Regions from separate parts of the Sus scrofa genome. Here region 1 is linked to region 2. A link is a contact called in public Hi-C data. All regions are on one chromosome and are shown on one strand. Each heading gives the region's core, a stretch centred on a gene start, on an enhancer-like site or on the middle of the called end of the contact. The rest is flanking DNA. Distances are from core to core; before and after follow the strand shown.

Evidence for each region. Hi-C and Micro-C count contacts between places; a contact is called where the count stands out from the background.
Region 1: a Hi-C map of epiblast stem cells shows a contact between it and region 2, with 1.7 times the contacts expected there. The contact joins the promoter of MAGI1 here to the enhancer-like site in region 2. A contact is called at or near these places in 1 of 5 promoter capture datasets (liver), 11 of 47 Hi-C or Micro-C datasets (embryonic fibroblasts, epiblast stem cells, fibroblasts and 4 more) and 1 of 2 datasets of contacts at active chromatin or transcription factors (skeletal muscle).

The regions. Positions count from the first base shown.
Region 1 is chr13:47,565,949-47,571,248 of Sscrofa11.1, forward strand. MAGI1 (membrane-associated guanylate kinase, WW and PDZ domain-containing protein 1) reads right to left here and starts at 2,192. Exons shown (of 22, transcript XM_021070801.1): 1 at 1,258-2,192. The coding sequence starts at 1,570.
Region 2 is chr13:47,471,779-47,477,556 of Sscrofa11.1, forward strand. The region is part of intron 1 of MAGI1 (membrane-associated guanylate kinase, WW and PDZ domain-containing protein 1); the gene reads right to left. Among named protein-coding and RNA genes, the nearest start is that of MAGI1, 93 kb to the right of the region's middle. Within about 2 kb of position 3,198, at least 4 of the 83 cell types and tissues checked have an H3K27ac peak or open chromatin away from gene starts, as enhancers often do. A contact at or near this core is called in epiblast stem cells, where this site is marked.

The DNA of each region.
Region 1 (5,300 bases), core at 942-3,441, 93 kb after region 2:
CAGCTCAGCCCAGCCCTCCTTTCCTCTGACACATTCCTCCAGCTGCTGCTTGCCCTTCCAGGCCTACAGGCACATATGGGAACTTTTCACCAAGGCTCACTCTGGTGCTTTCATGGGGGAGAAGCTGCATCATCGGTAAAAGGGACCCCTTTAAGGGAATCCAGTCCTTCTGCACCGGATTATATCAGACAGTCCCTAGCCTGCACCAAGCTAAGTCGTAAGGGACTCCCACCACCAGCAGCCATCAGAAAGGTCATCACTCCTCTCCAGGCTTCCGAGAGAGATGAATTTGCTCCTCCTCCCTCCTCTCAAACACATTCCCTGGGTCATCCCCCAACCTCTTCCTCATCAGGGCTTAAAGCTCTGCAGCAAGGGCTCAAACCCTCACTCCTTTGTGACCTTGGGCAAGTAACTGAACCAACTCCAGCCCCAGCTTCCTTATAATATGGGGTTTATGAGAACAACTCGCTCTCAGAATTGTTGTGAATCAGAATAAGGCAGTGCAAGGAAAGCACTGTACAAAGAGACTGGAACGAAAGAGCAACTATCAACATCATCACAGGGATGATGTTGGTGGCAGTATAAACTTGGGCTTGACTGGCGCTGAAATACCCCCTCCACTCTCTTCCCCCACCGCCACCCACAAGCCTGCGGCCCGGCAGCACGGAGGAGACACATGCGTCATCCAGCTGTGGAGTGAATGCAGGATCTTCCGGCAGCGGGCTTTGGGACCTAGGCAGTGATGCCTCAACCCACCTGGGCTGCTGCGGGGTGAAGGTTATTTTCTGATGGGGGACGTCCAATAAGCAAAGACCCTTCCCTCCTTCGTACCCATTCTCCAGGTGGAAACAGACAAGCGGCCAAAGAACGCAGCAGCTGCGCCAGCGGTAACGACCCCCCAGGGAGCCAGAAGAACGTCCCCTAGCCCCGGCTTCAGTTCCCCAACTCTCCTCCAGATGCGGGAGAAGCTGCGCCGCACTTGGTGGCTGAGATAACAGGTTGGCAAACCCGACCTGCGAAAAAAATCTCCGCGCTTCCCCGCGCAAACCTAAGCCCCTCTTCCCTACTCAGGTGGGCAAACAACCTACAATCTCTCAACAACTTTGTGTATTTCACCAACTCAAGGCGCTTGGCCTCAACTTCCCCTCTAAGCCGGGTTTGCCGGAGAAAAGCGGGAAATTGGGGATGGGGGGAGGGAGTCTCCACAGGCCGCTCCCCTTTTCTGGGGGCGCCTTCCGGAGGCGCGTCCCGTCTTACCTTGTCTGACGGCTTTGAAGGTGACCGCCTCCTTGAAGCTGTCGATGACTCCCAGTACGTCATAGCGGGGCAAGCCGGACACCCGGATCCCCTGGACCTCCAGAAGCAGCTCCCCCTCGCCCAGCCGCGGGCCCTCGCCGCCGCCAGGAAGCCCCGACGCCTCGGCCGCCGCCACCGCTCCGACATAAGGAAACTCTCCATTCTCCGCGCCCCCCAGCACGGTCACCCCCAGCTCGCCCTGGGGTCCCCGCTTCACGGTGCATTCGTGAACCTTGCTAGTCCAGTGATTCTTCTTCTGGATCACTTTTGACATGATGAGTTACACCCCTCTTCCCCCCCACAAAAAAAATAATAAGTGAGAGACAGGTGTCCCTCCGCAGCACAAGCCCCCCCCCCAGGCCCTCGCTGGTTCATGGGAGAGACATCTCCCCCCAAAAAACGCAACGGGAGAGAGAAACTTGGCAGCCTCGCTCGCCGCACACACTCGCGCACTCAAGCCATCATAAAACAAACTTTCTGGGCTTCCCCGCGAGCCCTGCACAGGCGCCCGCGAGCTTTGTTTGCATTCCGGTGCTTCTCCGTCCACGTTCCGGCGCCTGACCGTGCTCTCCCGGACCAGAGTCCACTCTGCGCCGCTTGGGTTATTTTTTTTCCTTCCTTCCTTTCTTTCTCGCCTCTTAGAAATGCGGTGTCTCCTCTTTGCCGCCCGCCTGGCTCGCCTTTTCTCGTTGGCGGGTTGTTCCTGAGCGTGAGGGAAGCCCTTCCAGCCAGTTGCTGGGAGCCCAGGAGACGCGGTAGCGAAGCGGGGGTTGGGGGACAGGGGGGAAGTGCCAGCGGCCCCTTTAAGCAGATACAAAGGCTCTGCTTGTTTTGTTACAGTTCATTCTATTCCGCGCCGCCGAGCGCAGCGGCCGGCGAAAGGAGACGCGCGCGCATGCGCACCGCGGCCTCCAGCCAGCCGGCCCGCCCCACCCCGCCTTCCCGAAGGGAGAGATTCCAAAGTGCTTCCCGTTGGGTCCTAAAACCGATCCGCCAGGAGCAAGCAATTTACCCTCCTTACCACACACCTCTGATTCCTCCTTTTCTTTCAGTTCCCTGGGCTCAGCAATTTCTTTCGGGAGTTTGGGGGAAGCGCACGTGTATTACTCCAACTGTTTGAAACTTTTGAAAACATAGGCCAGTTTGGTTTTGGCATTTTAAAATCATTTAAAACAGGTGGGGGTTGGGTAGGCTCACCACTCGCGCTCACACTCACGCACACAAGCACGCGCTCACGACGGCCTAAGCCTCACCACCGCCTTCAGCCAGTGGCTGGCCACGCTGTTGGTCACCCAGCCCCGGGCGCCTGCCTTGCAACCCCCACCCCGACCCCCGCCACATTTCAATCTAAAACCCTGAACCAAACCCAAAGGCGTGCGTCGGCCCCCCCCCTTCTCCCCGCCTGCACTGCGCCCTTGGGTTTGGGTCGTGGAACTAGACTTGCCCCTGTCTCTGCGACCCTGGGGAAGGGGACTCTTGGATTCCCCAACTGGGATCCCTATGAGCGTCACACGCTCACACACACACACACACCACACACACGCACTCAAACTTTGAGACCAACTTTTTTGGACGTGGGAAAACTAGACCAGGGAAAGAAGCCAAAGGCAAGAGGGGATTCGGGTCTTCAAGTGAAAAGAGGTCTAACTTTTTAACTCCCTTGTGGGCAGAGATTTCTGGAGCCAGGCATTGGTCCCAGGATCAAATTCCCGACTGAGCTGGGCAGCCTTCGGACCCGCCCGGGGCTAGGAGATAAGAATCACCCCCAGATCTGGGATCTGCACCCGCGTCCTGGAGCCCGCGGGAGCGGGGGCGCGGCAGACACCTATTGGAATTCTCAGCCCCGGGCTTGGGGCTGCCTTCGGCGCCGCCCGGGGGCGTGGGGGTGAGCCAGCTTCAGTTCCTGCCAGGTTTGGGAATGTGCTTCAGGGCTGCGGACTGAAAGAATAGCCTGCACCATCAAGGCTGCCCTCCCTAAATACTCCCCAATCGGCCTGAGCGATAGTCTCCCAAGCATTTTCTTTTCTTCTGTGATTTATAACTTGTTTATTCATCTTTGGTCCCAGGAAAGATTGCAAGTGCTAAATAAGGAAGGGGAGTGTAAGGGACTCAGAAAGGAGGGAGTGCCACAGCGGTCACGGTTGAGAGCCTTTCTCTGGGGTTTAGATCCCCACCAGTCCAGTCTCTGTGACCTTGATCAAGCACGGGGACCCCTCAGTGCCTTAGTTTCTCCCTTATTAAGTACATATAGCAATACCTCACTAGGTTCTTGGGTGTATTATGAGGGAGAAGAGCTTGCATACGATAAAAATTTGGTGTAGTAGTAGTATAGTATTTGGAAAGAAAATTAGGAATCATTTGGGATTTCAAATTAGATGATACCAATAATCCCTCCTCGCCTTTACGAAACTTAAAATATACAGGCATACATGGAAACACTTTAAAGCTCTGATTGTAGGGTGCTATTCTCAGCTAATAAAAATAAGAGAGGAATGTTGATGCTTCTCTCTTGGGATATCCAGAAATGAAAAATCCCGTTGCTTTGTAGTATTTGTAAAAGAAGGAAGTGACCAATTTTCCATGGCTCTTCTTGGTGAAGAAAATTTCATCTTCAGCCTCTTTTCTTGGAAGCAATCTATTTGAACTGGATCAAAATGAGTGAGAGCTTCAAAAGATCCATTTCCAAACACAGATCCAGCCAGTCAGAATCTCAGGGATGGACTCTATCATGGGGACTTTTCAGGTTCCCCTTAAGTGGTGCTGTTACACAATATGGAGGACCATAGTTATAGCTTCTTGATTCCTGAGCTGCTTTTTTTTTTTTTTTTTTTTTCTTTCTTTCTTTCTTTTTTTTTTTTTTTTTTCTTTTTTGCTTATAAATCACAGAGCCTTTTAGGAGAAGAAATCTGTGGTCTGCTTCTTTCTGCAGAGTGTAAGCTCCAGGAGGGCAGCACATACGTTTTGTCAGTTCGGTTTACTGATGTATTCCCAGTTCCTAGAACACTACCTGGTCCCTGGTTAATGCTCAAGTGTCTGGTGAATTAATCCTCCCCCTAAAAATGCACATTTTTGCATACTGCCTTAGAGTGAAACCACAGATTCCCCTATAAGTCACTAGCAAGCTTGACCTTGTATGTTCCCCACTCCATGTTCTAGGAGTCAGATTGCTTGCCAGGAATTTCCCCACCTGCCTCCAATCAGTGGTCCCCTACCTCCTACCTCAATTTTACATGGAAGAGTCCAAAGGATGGGCAAACCACATGGTTTACAATTCCTCCCACTGGCAGCAGCACCATCTTCCCTCTCCTGGATTCCACATGTCCCTGAGGATGAGAAGAGGAAAGGACTTGCAATTTAGCCCACTTCAGATTTTAGATTGGAATAACACATGCCCACCATCCACCCCCATCACCCACAAAAGAAGGGGTACCTGAGAGTACAGATAGCAGGGTGGAGGGATGGAGACATATTATAATCCAGGAACATAAAAAGAAATAATTCGAAACTCCAAAGCAGCTGAGACTTCCAATTTCTAGGCATTAAGTTTATGATGTCCTCAAACTCTCTGCTCCTCCTCTAACCTTTTCTGTCTACTCTTTCTCCTGGTCCATTTCCTGTATCCCACACTGGAAGCAAATTCAGGACAGAAATCATATCTATCCTCTCCAAACTTTGACTCCTCAGTACCTAAACCCATGCCTGAAGGGGACTATGCACAGTATACACTTGATGTTTTTTTTTTTTGGTTTTTGTTATTTAGGGCCCCAGTTGCAGCATATGGAGTTTCCCAGGCTAGGGGTCAAATCAGAGCTGTAGCTGCCGGCCTACACCACAACCACAGCAACACCACATCCTTAATCTACTAAGGCCAGGGATTGAACCCGCATCCTCATGGATATTGGTTGGGTTCATTAACTGCTGAGCCATGGCAGGAACTCCCACACTTGATGAATAAATGCATGAATGCATGGATGAAGTGTGACCTTAAACTGGATAATAATTGA
Region 2 (5,778 bases), core at 1,948-4,447:
ACCATAGCAAACAGTTCCTGAAAGCAGACCAACAAAATGCTAAGAGAGTAGGCCTCTGTCCCTTTATATTTATGGTTGTATCCATACGGAGGCTGGGATTCAAATTTGTAAAACCCCAAACAGACCTGCAAGGTATAACTAGTCTCCACTCCTAGAAAAATCATATGATTAACCTAAGAAGAGGAAAGAATAAACAACAGCATTGCTCTAGATTTCAGCTTCAGAAAAATGGTAAGGATTAAAAAATCCTGTACTTTTATCTTAAAACCATCAAATGAGCACAATGAGGCAAGCTACCACGAAACTGTTATGATCAAATGTCACTAATTATAAGTGACACTTCTCTGATTACCTACTGAAGCTTTTAAGTGAAAGCTGGAATCAGCAGTACCTTTTTGTCCTGTATACTCTGACAGTGTTGAACTTCAAGGCCAAGGCAAGGAGTCCAGTTCAAGACATGCCTCCTCTTTTTGGTGACCCTTTTGTATTCCAAGAAAGGGCTAACAGCAAAGGGCCACTCAGCCTTGGAATATTCTGAGCTAAGACCCAACTGGACCTTCTCAAATGATTCTCCTGTTTTATCAGAGTTTCTCTCTCTACCTTGTGACTTTGCTCATTAATGAAAGTTTTCTCTACTGCAACAGCCTGAATAAAATGCCCACTACATTTGCCCTTTTACTATAATAATGTCCAAACTGCTCAAGTAGAGCTATGGTAAACCTTGAAATGGGATTGAAAGTACCTGGCGAGCTCATTAAACTACAGTTTGTGTTAAACCCAAGGGCCTGGAAATTCTTGGAAAGTTCAGTAAGGGCTGACTCAAAAAAAAAAAAAACCAAAACCCCTGTTTGAATTTTGGAAGTCTTTCTTTTATAAGGACACAACTCAAACAGGCTTGGCTGATTCAAAAAATTTGTGAAACAAATCATTATGTCACAAGCGAAGACATTTATCTTCAACTCACGGATTTCAAAAGCCATAGAGGCCTAGGAAGTAGGCAACTACTGAAATGACATAAAATTTAAACTGCTTGAAATTGCTTTCACAATTTAAACTCTGTTTTGATTTTAGCATCATTAACTCTCTTAGCCATCATTTAAGAAACAAACTACGAGGCATGAAGATGCTGCTGCCCATACACTATCCATGAACCAGGCAGCTGAATTTTACGTCCCAAAGCAAAAGGACTGACTTGACTCAACCACAGTCTCCTTAACTACCCAATAACCCACCTAAGAAGATGACAAGAGCAGAAGGACGCACAGAAAAAAAAAGATATGCAAAGAAGGCAAATGTCACTTCTTTTCAGGTGTCCTCACCAGACTTATCGCTCCGTATTCTTCAAAGCATTTGTCACTGAGCACACTTCCAAGGCAGCCACGATGACATGCAGTGATAAATTTTTATCTGCTCAACTCATTAAAATGAAAGTGGGCCTGGGTCGTATCCGATGCATTCCCAATGCCTACATGATACACCCGAGCAAACTGTGCGTCCACTGCGTGGGTCATTATATTCTAGAACAGTGCTTGACACATAGGAAGCAGCCACTAAACATTTGTTGAATGAATCAATTAATGCCAACTGCTGTTTCTGTTGTTATTTCTACTGCTTGGCTGGAAATGGTTAGGTTTCTGTTAGGTGTAGAATTAAATAAAATAGTACCTTCTTTCTGCCTCAATTATCATTTAGACTTGTCGAAATTTACAGCTTCATTTTACCAAGCCTAAGGATGCCCCAAGAGCAGTAAATGTACCTTTTATTCTCTTTCAAAAGCCCTAGTACAGTATAATACTGAACATATAGGGCTAGGGTTCAGCTGCGGTGTGAGACAGGCTTCTAAGTTTCTAAGGTCCCAAAGAGTTCACCATTCTCTCCAAAGAGCCAAACATACCCAGGAGTCCCTCTTGGGCAGAATTCACTTATCCACAGTATCCAACTGCCCCCGCCACCATCCACCTAAACCCTAAATGTTTAAACATTTTTATCTAGGAAATAGTGAACTGGATCGGGCTAGTAACTCTATTGGTTCATAATGTTTTCACAGCTTGTCAGTTTTAAGCAAAAGAAATGAAAAAGCCACATCCAGGATCAAAAATTAGACACACACGTTAGGATATGAAAGTAAAGCTAGACCGCCCAAGCGGAGAGCTTAGCGCTGGCTGAATCACCCAGCTTAACTTCAGAGACCCGCTCCTGAAAAGAAAAAGACATCTGGCGATTTTGGTCTGTGGTGGGAAGCGTGGAGCCTCACTGAACCTTCCTGGTAAAGGACCTCCCTGTGGATGAGCATTTCCACTCAGTCCCCAAAAGACTGGAAACACCAGGCATGCCTACTTCGTAGCCGTTTGCAACAACATGGATGGACCAGGAAGGAGGGTAGCACACTTAGTGAAATAAGTCAAAGACAAAGATTGTATATTATCACTTTCCTCTGGAAGCTGAAAAATAAAACAAACTGGTGAATATAACAAAAAAAGAAACAGACTACAGATATAAGAGAACAAACGTGGAGACCAGTGCGGTGGGGGTGGGGGTTTGAGGGAATGGGGTAGGAACAGTATAGGGGTAGGGAGTTAAGAGGTACAAACTATTATGTATAAAATAGATTAGCTACAAGGATATATTGAACAACACAAGGAATATAGCCAATATTTTATAACAACTATAAATGGAGTAAAATCTTTAGAAATTGTGAATCACTATGTTGTACACCTGAAACTTTATTATATGCTACACCTCAACACGTACACAGACACACACACATACATACTTACACACATACCCCCCACTGATAGCTGGTGAATGATGATCAGTGACAGGCTTTGGATCCAGAAAGTAAGGACTAAGGTAAAAATTAATTATTAAATGGAACCCTGCAAAACACTATATGCATGGGGGGGATACAAGTACTATAAATTCATATGTAAATTAAATGCTGTTATTATGCCAAGGGGTTAAGGAAAAAAAATTAGACTATTTCCTCTCCAAGAATTTGTAAATCCCTCTTCAACAGAATGGAATGGAAATTTTAAAATGCACCCCCCACTCATCTGCAAAAGCCACCATTTAAATGAAAATGCCTGCCTAGCATCACAGAAACCTCCAGCCAAAGTTCGATCTTCTCTATGGGTCTATTAGGGGACAGGCAGGGTGAGGGTCTACTGGGAACAGGCAGAGAGCTGGGGAGACTTTGAGGACAGGACCAAAACAAGCACTTGGTTCACTAAACAAAGTAACAGAACAGTGCCGGTCATCCTAAGGAAATCTCCCCAGCGCCCTATTCCTGCTTCTCCTTGTGAAGGGCTGTGTCCAGGCACCAGCGCTGAGCTAAACAACACCGTGACCACAGGCCACAGACAGGTCTGAGTACTTGTAAGGTGGCCAGTGTGGCTACGGTACTGTATCTTAAATTTTATTTCATCTTCAGTGATTTAAATTAAAATGACAATGCAGCTAATGGAAAAGTTTTCATTGTATTTAAAACCATCTGAATCTACTTTTTCAACTAAGCTCTGGTACATGTATATACACATCAAGTATTGCTAAGGGAATCATACTGTCCAAATTGAGATGCGCTTTAAGTGTAAAAGATACCTGATTTCAAAGATTAAGTATAGGGAAAAAGGTAAAATATCTCATTAGTAACCTCATATTGACTACCTGTTGAAATAATAATATCCTGAATAGATTCAGTTGAACTGAATATCATTAAAATTAACTCAATTAAATGTAATTAATTTATCAATTAAAATTAATTTTATTTATGCAAGAATAAACCGCATTATTAATATCAATTAACCCTACTTCATTTTATTCTTTTAAATAGCTATTAGAAAAATGTTAATTGCCTATGATTCACATTATATTCATATTAGCACCACTCTTCAAATTCAAATCAGCTTAAACTTTCAACTTTAAAATTCCCTCTTAAACTTTTTTGTGCCTGGACTTTGGTAGCTGGATGAAACCCATAGGCCCTTCTTGGAATGATGTTTATGAAAGAATAAAATAAAACGTGTAAGAATATAAACGAAATCAATTATAGTGAAATACAGTTGGCCTAAATACTTCCAAAATAATTTTATAACTTTTTTTAAGGCATTGAAAATCATAAATAAATAGTGATGAGTCTACTAACTAGTGTAATTTCTAACTAGAGATAAGCATGAATGGAACTGTCACGCCATATTAAAATATCCGTGATTTCTACTGATGGCAAAGTCTTGGGCATTGTTTATGCTGCTCTGGTTTGTTGCCTACATTCATAATTGAAGGAAATGCTCAAGTTCAGTCCGGGGTGAGGGAAAATGTAGATTTAATTTTTACCTTGCCAAAATGTACCCTGATTTCCCCCCTCTGACTCCCCTGGGGATCCAGGGACTCTAGGTTAAGGGAGCTGTTTAAAACATGGCGAATTCCTGAGTCTGTTTGTCAAAGAGGATCCCTACCCTAAGGATGTCATTTTACCTTGGCTCATTCCTGTTCATGTGGAGCTCATGACTCACAATTCCTGTTTTTGACCACAACCAAACCAATATTACAAGGAAGCGCATGCACTTGTTTTTTTCCGATACTTTTGCTCTCCAAAGGGAACAGGAAGAGTGGTAAGGAATGTATATTTAAAAGGGGGGGAAAAAAATCTTAACTACGTAGTACCAGAAAACAATTCTTTCAATCTCATGATTAATTTCTATGTGTCAAAACACTCAGCAACCAGTAAGACCACATAAATTTCGGTGGCACTTAATGTAATTGCACAAAGCATCTCCCAGTTTATTTTCATTTATGGGTGCTTCTACAATACTTATTATCTGTGAGGCATTATTCTATGGACTCCAAGTGTTAACTCCTTAATCCTTAACACAGCCCTATGACTAGAATACTATTAGTATTATCCCCTTATGACGAAAGAGAAAACTGAGGTGCAGAGAGAGGTTAAGTAACTTTCCCAAGGTCACACAGCTGGGCTTCCAAAAGAGCACAGCTGCCTATTGTATTTTCAAGGTGAGGACTATACCAAACAAAGGAACCTTAAGGCTCTATTCATTACAAGTGAGCTAAAGTTTGATTTGGTTTTACCACCTTCTCATTTCTAAATCACTCCCTGGAAAAGTAAAACTAGATGAGGTAAGAAAGGCCAGCTTGATAACTTCAAGCCTATTCACAAACAGGGTTCAAAATAAAACCAAATGCCTTTCTTTGTCTGTGACAAAAAATAAGCTCCTCAGTATCTTCGGGCAGAGAGTGCTGTGCCTGGCATTTCTTCCACTCATATCTATATGGGCCAGGAGAATCTAGGCGTGTGATAAGCCAACTTTCAACTTCATCACACCAGCTCAAGAGACATTACACACACTCGCAGGACTGCACCAGCAGGAGGATGACCAAAACCACAGTCACTGCTGACACCCTGTCGCCAGGGTCAGGGAGACTCCACCTCTGTCAAGCGCTCAGCCGAGAACTACGGTCAGCAAAACCAGCCCTACAGGTGTATCCTGGGAGGCAGGTGTACAAGGGCCCACATTCTTCCCTCCTGTGAACAAACGCAGGATTGTTTCTGTGCTGTGCTGGATCCCAGGCCAGATAAACCTCCCTTCCACTGACATCCCAACACAGAAACACTCTTAGTAGGCTGCCACTCTGTAAAGGAAAAAGGCTCTGAACGCCAACCACTCCAAGAAAGAAGCATATGACGTTAATTGCATTCATCTAGAAAGACAACGCTCCTGAGTTAAATTTAACTACAGCAAGAATCTTCAGGGCAGACACAATCAA